Regions from separate parts of the Macaca mulatta genome. Here region 2 is linked to region 1. A link is a contact called in public Hi-C data. All regions are on one chromosome and are shown on one strand. Each heading gives the region's core, a stretch centred on a gene start, on an enhancer-like site or on the middle of the called end of the contact. The rest is flanking DNA. Distances are from core to core; before and after follow the strand shown.

Region 1 (6,803 bases), core at 3,226-5,725:
TAATACACCTTCTAAGGCAGGAATTCACTTGGCTATATCCCTACTTTGAAACTACACAGACATGGGTTTGAATTCAGGCTGTGCCACTTACAAGTAATAAGATATTAAGCAAGTGATGTAACCCCTCTAGACCTCAGGTCCCTCATTTGTAAAATAGTAGTAGTATTTTTTTCTACCTTGACAGATTATTGTAAGGATTTGAGGTAGTGTATATAAAGCACGTATCATGGAAACTGGCATATAGCAAGCTAGTATGACGGTTGTTAACCTTCTGTCTCTTCTTGGACACTTCGAAAGGCAGCATAGACTCCTCACTTGGTAACAAACCAGTTTCATCACACAGAACATCTCTAATTGCAGCAAACTCTTTCTTCTTCAGCATAAATCTGCCTTAGCTTCCGTCTATTAGGCACTTGGTGTGCTTCTTTTACCTTCTTGAATAACGCGGAAAGTCTTAGTCTTTCCTCCACATGACAATCTATCATATATCTGAACACAGCTATCCTGTTCCTTCTAGAGGTCTTCTCTCCTCTCAGAAAAACATTCTCAGTTTCAGGTGTCATAAAATTGAATTTCTAGACAACTCATCTAACCTGGGGACTGTGTTTTAAAATCTCTCCGTAGTACCTAGTAATTAGTAGGTGCTAGTAGTAGCACCTACTAGTAATTAGTAGGTGCTAAATAAATATGCATTCCTCTACTCCTGCGTTCAGATTTCTGAGGCCTTTAATATGGACCCTAGGGCTGAACACACCTTTGATCTAACAAGCACAGAGCACAGAAGGAGCCAACTTCTCCCATATTCCCTGCTCCCTACTCTGATCTGATATGGATACTGTACTTGTAAATGCAGCCTGAGATGGCAAATCTTTTATTTAAAGCCAAGTCGTGCCACAACCAGTTCGTGGTCAACTAAAATTCTTAGATTTTAAAAAACTAATCATTGTCAAGTCAAGGCTCTTCCATGCTGTTATTGCCAAGTCAATTGTTAACCTAATTAAAGAGTCTTTATCCCATTATATATGATATTATTGTTTTGGGCACTAGGAAAGTCTACCAAACTTTCAGCGTCCTTTTTCTGTCACCTAACATATTAGCTATTTCTCCCAGTTTAAAGCGTCCCCTGAATCTAATCAGCATGCTGCCCTCATCATTAATAACTGTTTTGACTAGGGCAAAGATAGAAATCACGTTCAGGGTGGTAGAATTCATAAAGTGACATTCCCTTGGGGCATGTTACTTTCACTAGCATAGTGGGCATCCGTAATGTTATCTGCCAATGGCCTTTCTTGGAGAACCATCTCTTCTCTTTCATGTGGCCACAAGAGTAGGCTTCTGGGGTGTGTTTGTACAATGCTATATCTGCCCCAAACCTTTGCTCCTGGTTGCTGTGCCAAACTCCTGTTTACCTCAGTGAGGAAGGCACCAGCTTCAAGAGGCCAAAGAAGAGACCTAGAACCAGCAAACAAGACATAGGGTTTTATTAGAGGCTTACATAGAGAGAGAGTACAGCAGTGGTTGAGCTGTACAGGATATCTGCCTTACCTATAGCCCAGTGGTGCCAGATAAGATACCCATATGGCCCGGTGGGTAACTGCTTGCAAACAGCGTGCAGTTTATACAGCATTTTCACTTAACACCCTCCCCTAAATGACCTCCACCTGGTAACCTTGATTTAACCCAAAACTCAGGACCTCAATCTCCATAGAGCTTGTGTCCCAGGGGATGGGTCTGGGGCTCAGATGTTTCTCATAGACAAGGAATGATCTCCATGTTGCCCAGTCTCAAGTTCCCTAGCTTGGAGCACACCTTCAGATGCATCTACCATCCAGGGTCGTTCTAGGGGTGTGCTTAAGTCACTGCCCTCAGGTACCCTACACTGGCTAAGACTGATTGGTCCAGGGCTAACTTGACACAGGACCAATAAACATTCCTTCTACTGGAACCAAAAATTGGGACAACGGAGTCCAGTCCAATCTCCCAAGTGGAAGAGAGTGAAATATTCAGAGCTTTATCATGACTGTGCTTTCCTCCACCAGGCCTGGTGGGCAGTGAAGAAAACAGTGAAGCAGGTGCAGAGGTGACAGAGAGGAGGAGAATGTGGGTGGCCTTCTACTGCGGCTGACCTACAGCCCATAGGTCCTCTGTGGCAACCCAATTCTTTTTTCTTTTCTTTTTTTTTTTTTAGACAGAGTCTTACTCTGTTGTCCAGGCTGGAGTGCAGGGCCATGATTTTGGCTCACTATAACCTCCACCTCCTGGGTTCAAGCAATTTTTGTGCCTCAGCCTCCCAAGTAACTGGGATTACAGGCGTGCACCACCACACCCAGCTAATTTTTGTATCTTTAGTAGAGATGGGGTTTTACTATGTTGGCCAGGCTGGTCTTGAACTACCAACCTCAAGTGATCCACCTGCCTCGGCCTCCCAAAGTGCTGGGATTGTAGGTATGAGCCACTATGCCCAGCCTGCACCCTTATGCTTTGAAACACATCATCTTTTTGCATTCAGTCACTTCAGAGGGCTGTCTGTTACTGGGAAACCACAGAGTCCTAATTAATTGAAGCATCTTCTGATTCTTATAACCCATTACTCATCAAACCCACCTTGAACCAAGGCTCTGACTTCTATTCCATTTATTTGTTAGCTTATGTTTTGGTTTTTCTTTCTCTCTACCAAGTAGTCCCTGTTTAAAGCCAGATTCTCTAGAACCAGAGCCTGAGGTTCTAGTGATCTGATTTATGGAGGGGTGCTCTTCAGGAAATGGCTGTATGGGAGTGAGAGGACCAAAAGGAAGGGAAAGGGTTGAGCCAGGAGGTGGTTTCAGGTGAAGTCTAGACTTGGCTTGAGGCCTAGGAGGATCAGAAGACAAATACACCACAGATCGGCCCCAGCTCAGGGAGAAGGGGCTGGATTTTTGTGCCTTGTCTGTCAGCAACTGACTGGGGGACAGGGAGGGAGGTGGACAAGGCACTGCCGTCAGTTACTAGCAACTCCCCAGCAGCCCTCTAGCGGCTGGGGAAGGGCCCTGCAGCCTCATGAAAGGGATGAGGGTGGGGTGCCCGTCAAGCCTACCACAGCTTTCTTCATTCTAACTATTCCATCATCTTCCTTCTTCCAGCATGCCACTTCAGGGACAGGTCCTCTCAGACTGCTCAGGACAAAAAGCACCTGATGAATCCCAGTGGACCTTTTTTACCTTTTGTTGTTTTATATATATATATATATATATTTATTTATTTTATTCTGTAAAATATGTTGTAATTAGTATCAAGAGTAGAAGCCGTTATACGAAGCCCATTAGGGCAGGGGTGGGTGGTGCTGCCCATCATGGTTCTGCATATTGTAGAGGATACCTGGGATTTTATTGCCTATGTCCATTTCCCCCCCTTTCATGATGACAGCACCCCGGATTTCCTTCGGGAAAAAGCCCCGCTCCCAATAGAAGTGATCTGACTTTGTTCCAGGGGTGAGTTCCGATTGACGCAAGCTGATCTGCAAACTCCATCTACCCCTTCCCAGGCCTCGCAATTACCTTTGAGATGAGAACATAATCTAATTTGAACCAACAAAATGCAAGGAGACTTTGAAGTTCCAGAGGGAAAATGCTTCCTAGCTCTTGGTGAGGACTAAGGAAAGATGCTTTCTCATCTTCTGATCAGCATGGGGAAAGGATGTGATGTTTGGAGACATACAGCCATTTCTGGAACCTCAGCCTGGGACCAACCTGAAGAAAAGATCTGACACCCAAAGTGGATGAAAGTCTCTCAAATCCATGGTGCCCCTGAGAATATGGTGAGTCTCTGCCTCAAACCATACCTGAAGCCAAATACCTTGAAGCCATCAGTATGTGAACCAACAAATTCCATTATTTGCTCAAGCTAGTTTCAAATGGGTTTTTGTTTTTTGAAACATAAACTATCCTAAGTGATAGACTGCAGCGAGTGGGAGGAGGAATAGATTACAGTCGGGGAATGTCACCACCCACTTGTTTTTGGCAAACTTTCATGTGTAAACTCTCCTCTTAAGTCTCATAATTTGTTCAGATTTAAAAGCCGGAACAGACGATTCAGCATCCCCGATAACCCTTCATAAAGCATCCTGGCCTGAATGCTGAGTGCCTAGCCTTCCACTGCAGGCATCTGATTTTAGGATCTGGTTTCTGGTATACAAAGCCATTGAAATAACATCAGCTTCATTTGGAAGACCTCCAATTGTTAGCAGAGCTGTACAGAAACATCTCCTGAAATGAGAAGAAAATGACCTCTCCCGTGGGGGTCTCTTTGAAAGTTTATTAATAAAACATTTGATTGAAACTGTGCATTAATGTCCTTCTGCAACTACTTTGGAAATTATAAAAGTGCTCCAGATAGCTTAGGAGTTACATGTATCATTTCATACTGTGCCCTGTGCTGTCCTAAAACTGATTCCAGGCCTGGGCTGGGTATAAGAGTCCACGGAGGGCTGCCCAGGGGGGACACAGCAAGTCATGATCTGGTCCATTTCTCTTCATCTTTCTTCCTCTCCGCAGCCCTTCTGGAGCTCTCTCCTATGAGGGCTGCGGAATTTGCCTCATGCCTGGAGGTTGTAGTGCCCCTAGATGATTTTTAAAAATAATAATCCCAGTTATTATCATAGTTAGATATCTCTTTGTTTCTTTTCTCCATTTACGGTGCCTAATGCCATCTTTGACCAGATGGAGAATGCAATTAAAATAAATATAATGTAATATAAAAATAAAACAGAACATATTGCTTTTGCAGGGCAATCTGGGCCCAAGATTTTCTGCAGTGGAAATTACTGGCTAAATAAACCTATCTTCTCATTGACACAAAGCTGCGAAGAGAGATTGGTTACAACAACAAGAGAAAGAAATGTGATTATTTTCCAAATTGAAGCAAAAGAAGTTTTGTCCAAATGGAAAATTATTGAAGCAGAAAGTTGGAGTTTTTTAAAAATTTCATTTTACATGAACACCATCAGCAAATTCAATAACATCACAGTGCAGGTGTTACAGGGGATGACAACATGAGTAGGAGAGTCATCTTCCAGAAGAAGATTCTAGCTTAATTGGGGAGAATACATGTACATGGAGGGAAAAACAGAAATACACCATGGGTGAACTTAAATAAAGAGATTGTTGTAGCTTTGTTCTGGCCGAGGCCCTGCTTCCTTGTATGGCTGCATAAGAAACTCATCCTTCCCAACAAGACATTTCTAATACAGATTGGCTGAATAATAACCTTGACCACTAAATCATCATAGACCCTATCTCATTAAAGAGATCTCTGATACAAGTAACAGACTCCAATGCATGAAAGTGAGAATTTGTTGGAAGGACCCATGTGTATCACACAGAACTCAATAACCCTTCATCTCTAGGAAAGAAGAAATCAGAGCCTGGAGAATCAGTAGGGACCAAGGGAGCTATTGCAAATCTTTCTGTGGCACTAGTGCTCCTTGCCTCTACTTCCCTCCATGTGCCTCCTTTATTTTTCTCTCTTTTCATACATTTTGCACATGGAGAGACATCTCTATCACAGCCCTAGCATCACACTGCTTCCTGGCATCAAGACCCCCAAGTAACTGATGACCATACTAGATCCAAACTTCTGACAGAGAATCTAATTGGCCCAGATTGGGGCAGGTGTCCATCTCTGCTCCAATCAGCTATGACCAGTAAAGTAACTGTTGGTCAGTACAGAAATAGCTACAAGAGTCCACCCATTTGGGTGAACAGTTCCCAGAAAAGGGGCTGGGAACACATACCAAAAGGTCTTCTACTACAAATTTGGTTCCAATTCATTATATTCATTCTTGGCAATGTATTAAATTCTTTCACTTATGATCATTTCTGTGGTTGCAAGCCATAAGAGATATCCTTATTCTTAGGTAGAATTTATGTTTGATCTCTATGTCCCATATCTAAAACTTAAGAGCATGGCTGATATAAGTGTTTCCCAAAGTCTATACCCTTAGAATAAAGGCCTATCTATAATCTTCATTCTTTTCAACTGTTCTCTTTAGAACCATACACATACTAACTTAGCGTATCAAAATTAGTATAGGCAAAATTTTACCCAAAGGATTTCTAATTCTAGATAAACAGAGAGGTTGGGAAAGATTAAAGAGCTATATTCTGTCTATTGTATGCCAATAGGAATATCTGAAAAATCAAAAAAAGAGGCAAACAAATAATTATTCCAGAGAGAAGTCTGATCAGAAGGCATACTACAGTCATGGTTAGGTATTTCTGTTGATATCTTGATTATGCTTAACCAATTACAGATCTTTTATTTCTGTTACTCTTCCATATTTTGATTATCAATGCAGAGAAAAAATCGTAACATTTCTTGAACATTTGCTACATGCAAATCATTTTATTTAGTGTAAGGATAACACTTAATTCTTATATTAGTCCCATGAGGCAGATATTTGTGTTATTATTTTGCAGATGAGAAAATGAAAGCCCATTGAAGTTGAGTGGCTGGTCATAGTCACACAGCTAGTGAGCCTGTAATTGTCCATGGGTACAATAACCCAGGTCTATCCACCACTCAAAATTTGCCTCCCCACACTGATGTCTCCCTTAAATGTGTGTATATATATAATATATATGATGTATGATTGCATATCCGCAGAAAGAATAAGAAAATGCACAGAAGTTCTAGGTCTTACCTCTGAAATCAGTAACTCTACAACCTTAGGAAAATCAGTTCACCTTTGCAAACCCATTTTCTTCACTTCACTACACATAAAAGAGTTTCCAGTGGCAGGTGCCATGTCAAAGTACTGAAACGAAATG
Region 2 (6,407 bases), core at 364-2,863, 480 kb after region 1:
ACCTGCTCAAAGACCAGGAGAAGTGAATAAACGCCTCCCCCACAGCTCTCCTGCCCTCCTCCCACAACTATGAAACTAAAGTCTTAACGAGAATTGATCCAGCAAACAAATAGATCTAAAGGGGTAATAGGACTGATATGGATGCATCATGGGAAATAAGGAGTCATAGAAAATTATGAATGAAAAATAAGCATAATCAATATATGATTAGAGATGCAAGAGGAGTGGGTAATGATTCCAAGGCACTGAGTCCTTTGTTTCACATCATGATGCTCATAACAGGAACCTATATGCTCTAGATTGGGCCATGCAATTATGACCAACATGCTAGCTCCCTATGCTGACTGGCTGGACTGAATTAATTACTATTATTATTATTATTATTATATCTTAAGGAGACAAAGTCTGGCTCTATTGCCCAGGCTGGAGTGCAGATCTGGTGTGATCTCAGCTCACTGCAACCTCCACCTGCCAGGTTCAAGCCAACCTCCCACCTCAGCCTCCCGAGTAGTTGGGAATACAGGCGTGCACCACCGTGCCCAGCTAATTTTTGTATTTTTTGTAGAGACAGGGTTTCGCCATGTTGCCCAGGCTGGTCTCGAACTCGTGGGCTCAAGAGATCTGCTCACTTCAGCCTCCCAAAGTGCTGAGATTACAGGCGTGAGCCACCATGCCCGGCCTGAATTAGTTACTTCTTCAGCTTCCTCGTCTTCTAGCTAAAAACCAAGATCACACCTTCAAATGCTATGATTTCACATTTACATTCTGCTCTTTTTCTTTCTGTCACGTGATCCTATCTTTAAATTTGGGAAGGATGGGGAGAGAAGGCTGTTGAAAGATGTTGCATGAACATTCATCATATAAGCCCATGAACCTGAGAGAGAATTCAGCAAGAAAAGTGAGACCAACAGGTTTGTGTGGAGCCTTCCCGTGTGGGCCATGCTGGGTTGGCCCAAGCCATACAAATGGCCTACCCGTTTTCCCTTCTTCTGTGTGGCCACGCTTTCCTTTGGTGCAGACGACACCTGGCTAGTGTCCAGTCTAGGATCCCAAATGCTAACTAGGTTTCCTCCTTCATGAACTGGTAGGTTTTAGTTAATGATTCACCCCTTCACACACTCAGTTCTGGCCCAGGACTGACTCAAGGCTTCCCAAGTCCCTGCTAGCAAATAATAGAATTCTTTGGAAATAAGTTCTTTTAAGAAAGTCTATCCTTTGCACTGCAATCTGAAACGTAGCAATTCAGCCTCTCCAGCCATCTTCATCTGTGTGTTTCTTGCATGCAGAATTAAACTGGAAGGTCAGAGCCATTGTCTGCCTCTAGATCCGATTTCTTGCTTCGTAGTCTGGCGGAGAAGTGCTTTATTCTGGTATATTTACATTAGTCCTACTAACACATTTCCAAGTTCTCTAGCTGCCATGTTACGTGAACCAGGTCAAGTCTGGGAGGGAGAGGTTTGCTTTTCCTTCCTGTGACCTCAGGACTGATTTAATTAAACATATCCTCCAGCCCCGATTTATAGTCTGAAAAGTGTTCTCGCAGAGGCCCTTCGATGTGCTCTGCTTTTCAATTAGCTGAAATGCAATAAGTTAAATCGAAACACCATTCTGAGTGTCTGCTGCCACCCTGAGAGCAGTTGCAACAAGCGCATTCGTCTCTGAGCATTTAACTGCAAAGGGTTTAGATAAATGAGTGGTGGTTTCCTTTGGTAACTTAGCACGGTTCTGTAAGACAGAGGAGAGGATCGCTGAGCTCCTCCCTGAGCTCCTGGGGGCTGCCAAGCCATCTCCCTGGATGCCCACTGTGAGGAGGAAATAACCTTTTAAATCTTATTTTATAAACACAAATTCTTTTTCTTTAAGATTAAAAATAAGAAAATCCATTTAACACATGGGGTAGGGGGGCTGACAAAGTGAAAGGGAAAAAGGAAAAAGGATGTCACAGTGGAACTATCCTAAGCCTGTCCCTGGTGGCTTTTTGTTCTACCATCAGGCGTCAGATGTCCTCCCCAGTTTGACAATCCTGACCCCCCAAACTGCCACCTAGAAATGAATGAAACCAAATTTCCCATAGGAAATGCTCTCTGCTAGTCTCTCAAAGGCTGCAGCCTCAAAATGAAATCTGACAAAAGAAACAAATTAGATTAAACTGCAGCGCTAAGGGCTTTGGATTGCTCGATAAAAGAATCTACAGAGAGTTTAGGACTGAGCACGATCATCTTCTGCAACTTGGAGAAAAAATCTGAAGTCTTCCTTCCTACAGCTGTTCTTGCTGGCCATGGTGCAGTTTTTTATCATCATCTGAAGGCAATAAACAGATGGTGGGAGATGGAAGGGTTCACGAGGGACCACAACCCGCGTGCCCACAGAAGCCAGGCAAGTAACATATGTGGACAAAACTGATCAGTGAGGATTTTTATGTGAGCTCTCCAGATTTTTAAATGTTGACAACTCATTCAATTAAAAAAAAAAAAAAAAAGAGTCCACCACTGTTACCGCAATGTTTACTGAGCACTTTCTACGTGCCAGGCACCTTATGAAATCCATTATAAAGCGCTTCCTCACAACAGCACATTGAGAGGCAGATGCTCTTATTACCTTCAGTTCATCGATGGGGAAAAGCAAATCTCGAAGTGGCAGAAGCAGTCCCTGCCCACAGCTGGGGCCCCGTTTCTATTCACTACCCTAGACTGCTTAACAGTTCTGTAGATGGCCGGGCGTGGTGGCTCACGCCTGTAATCCCAGCACTTCCGGAGGCCGAGGCGGGCAGATCACGAGGTCAAGAGATGGAGACCATCCTGGCCAACATGGTGAAACTTCGTCTCTACTAAAAATACAAAAATTAACTGGGCGTGGTGGCGCGCGCCTGTATTCCCAGCTACTCGGGAGGCTGAGGCAGGAGAATCGCTGGAACCCGGGAGGCGGAGGTTGCAGTGAGCCGAGATCGTGACACTGCACTCCAGCCTGGGGACAGAGCAAGACTCGGGGAAAAATAAATAAATAAATAAATAAATAAATTCCGTAAAGAAATTGGAGCTCACTGGGATTCAGACTAATAATAGTCGGGTGATTTTTTTTTTTTTTTTCCCCAAAATAAATGAACTACAGAAACGGAGTGTAGAACGTGAAGGAGACATGCTGGAAAAGACAGAGAAATACAAGAAAGAAATATGTGCCATTGTTCCACGATAATTAGCCTTTCTAATGGCTGCGTAGACCAAGAGATTGGAGCTTTCATTTTTAAAACTGTGAATCTAAGCATCAATGATGCTGTTTCTATAATCATTCCTTGTGTTTGAAACCAAATGGTGAAAGAACCTCAAGAAAATGTCTGAGGTTCAAATGCAGTGGCCATTCTGTGTTTGTGTAGACAATGCTGCCCTCTCGTGGTCAATTTTTGAATGGAATTATTTTGTGTTTAAAATCAGAACATTTTTATGTTCTCTATTTTCCCGAAGTAGTCTGTAGAATGTCACATCCATTTGCATTGCATATGTGATAATAAGTACATTACTTACATAGCACAACACCTTTGCATATTTTATATCTAATTTGGGATCGAGTTTGTATTATTTTTACGACTGATTTATAGGGCATTGGAAGAAATGAACGGAAAAAAAATTATGATGCTACTGGGCTCCTGAACTTTCAGAATTCAATTCCTCAAGGAAGAAATGTTTTTCTCATGACAGTAAACTTCGAAGAACTCTAGGACAAAAAAATGTTTGCATCTCTCATCTCAATATGATCTTACAGAAATGACTGTCCTCTTCCATTCTAAGGAAAAGGGTTTGTTAATATTTGGAGGAAAAAGAGATCAGTTCATAAATATATTTTTAGGTAAAAATATGGTTCATGGTTGTGCATAGAAAATCACTTCCTGGTTTCCTGCAGGGCAGGAATTACAGAGAAATGACAGACCAAGGGGAGGCTATCAATAACAGTTATCAATTACAGAGAAATGACAGACCAAGGGGAGGCTATCAATAACATGCCAAGGGTAGATGCCGCAAAGCCATTTTCTTGGACCTGAGTGACAACTCCCGAACCACTGAACAGAAGCCTGCTGCCTGCATGCCTGTGTCATGAGCCCCCGTGCTTGAGGGGACACACCTACACGGGAGCTGTGATGTGAACAGTGGGTAGACAGCAGTCCTAAGCAGAGGAAATGCCTTTTATGGCAACAAGGCTGGGGAGTACTTCTGTAAAAAGAGGAATTAGCCGGGCATGGTGGCTCACGCCTGTAATCCTAGCACTTTGGGAGGCCAAGGCAGGTGGATCACCTGAGACCAGGAGTTCGAGACCAGCCTGGCCAACATGGTAAAACCACATCTCTACAAAAAATACAAAAATTAGCCGGGTGTGGTGGCGCATGCCTGTAATCCCAGCTACTGGGGAGGCTGAGGCAGGAGAATTGCTTGAGCCTGGTGGGTGGAGGTTGCAGTGAGCCGAGATCATGTCACTGCACCCCAGCCTGGGCGACAGAGCAAAACTGTCAAAAAAAAAAAAAAAAGGAAGAAAGAGAGAAAGAAAGAGAGAAAGAAAGAAAGAGAAAGAAAGAGAAAGAAAGAAAGAGAAAGAAAGAAAGAAAGAAAGAAAGAAAGAAAGAAAGAAAGAAAGAAAGAAAGAAAGAAAGAAGGAAGGAAAGAGAAAGAAAGAAGGAAAGAGAAAGAAAGAAAAGAAAGAAAGAGTCAAGCTACCTTCAAGGCCCATCATCAGGAATATATGCAAGGGAAAGGAACCTTTCCACCCAACAGATCAACTGTTATTCTTAGTGGAACTCTAAATCTGAAAACAGTTCAAAGTCAAAAATCAAATATGCCAAGAGAGGACTGAGGCCTGTGGGGCGTACGTCACTTGTAAACATACTAATGTGGCCTGCATTGTTTGTTCTTTTAATCAAAATACTTTACATAAAAATCCAATTTTGGGTTTCTCAGTAAAGTCAAGACGACTTGGCATGACTGGGCCCATCCTTTCACTGGAACTGACGAGTGACTTCCCCTTTACGAGAGTGCATCACTATTGTTTGTCATAATCCCTATCCCGTCCTGACATGAACCCAGCTCATCTCCCCGGTTTTCACTAGTTGCCTGCACTCTGTAGACCTTTAAGCTACATCCTTTTTGGTTCTGTCACTGATAATTGGGAGGCAAATATTTATTCTTTAACATCCACAAAGCTCAGCAAATTTAAATAGCACTTGGGCAGGGGACAAAGTTTATGAGCACTAATTCTGATGTATTCCTTTTCATTTCCCATACACTTTTCTTCCACTTTATCCTGTCATCATTACAACATCCCACAAAGGTTTTAGGCATTATTTGAATTACGGGTTATCTCTAAAGCACCTGAAGTTTTTGTAAGGAAAGTTTTTATATAAATCTACATTTAAAATGATTAAAACAGGCTAATGGAAAGCACATTGAATTAGGAAGCAGAAAACCTGGGATCTTACTCAAACCTTTTCCCTGGATAAAGTCTGTGGCATTAAGTAATCCATTTAAACTCTCTTTACCTTTTAATACTCCATAAATAAGAGACAATGATACTTGTTCCTCCTACCTCACCAAGATTTTTAAAAATAACCATAAATCAGAAGACATGTGTTAAGTATTCAGAGTCTACAAAAGAAATGTATGCTAGAAAGACCAAGATAGCATTAGATGATGCAGCATTTGATATACAGTAAATATGAGCGAGTTATTCAAGGGGACCTTATGAAAAAGGAAGCTATTGCTATCTAATCATATCTTATATAACAAATAATAACTTTTAAAAAGACAGAGGTTGGGAGAAAGGAAATAAAACTCCTTACAATTTTGTTTTTTTTTTTTTTCCTGGAGACAACGTCTGGCTCTGTCACCCAGGCTGGAGCGCAATGGCACAATCTCAGCTCACTGCAACCTCCACCTCCCGGGTTCAAGCAATTCTAGTGCCTCAGCCTCCCATGTAGCTGGGATTACAGGTGCGTGCCACCACGCCCAGCTAATTTTTGTGTTTTTAGTAGAAACTGGGTTTCGCCATGTTGGCCAGGTTGGTCTTGAACTCCTGACCTCAGGTGATCCACCCACCTCGGCCTCCCAAAGTGCTGGGATTACAGGCGTGAGCCACCCCACCTGGCCACAATTTTCATTTTCAATGGACTTGATTGATTACTGATTGCTACTGCAACCATTACTCACAATTTCTTTTTTTTATATACTTAATATATGTCTAAGTTATGATACCGCATTCCGGACAGACTATCCCAGAATATTTTCAGCTGAAAGAATTTGAAAAAAATGATAGAAGCAGAAAGTCCACTCTTACCACACCGCTACCCTTCTCTGAAGCAGGTGCTAACAGCTTCATGTGCCAGGTGCCCTCCCTATGCCTGCAGGAAAAAAACATCCTTATCCCTGAAG

What was found. Hi-C and Micro-C count contacts between places; a contact is called where the count stands out from the background.
Region 2: a contact with region 1 is called in a Hi-C map of fetal cortical plate, with 3 times the contacts expected there. The contact joins two enhancer-like sites. A contact is called at or near these places in 8 of 14 Hi-C or Micro-C datasets (CD4 T cells, blood, cortical neurons and 5 more).

What each region holds. Positions count from the first base shown.
Region 1 is chr12:112,251,841-112,258,643 of T2T-MMU8v2.0, forward strand. No RefSeq gene overlaps it. Among named protein-coding and RNA genes, the nearest start is that of CPO, 51 kb to the left of the region's middle. Within about 2 kb of position 4,476, at least 4 of the 40 cell types and tissues checked have an H3K27ac peak or open chromatin away from gene starts, as enhancers often do. A contact at or near this core is called in fetal cortical plate, where this site is marked.
Region 2 is chr12:112,733,823-112,740,229 of T2T-MMU8v2.0, forward strand. No RefSeq gene overlaps it. Among named protein-coding and RNA genes, the nearest start is that of CREB1, 57 kb to the right of the region's middle. Within about 2 kb of position 1,614, at least 10 of the 40 cell types and tissues checked have an H3K27ac peak or open chromatin away from gene starts, as enhancers often do. A contact at or near this core is called in fetal cortical plate, where this site is marked.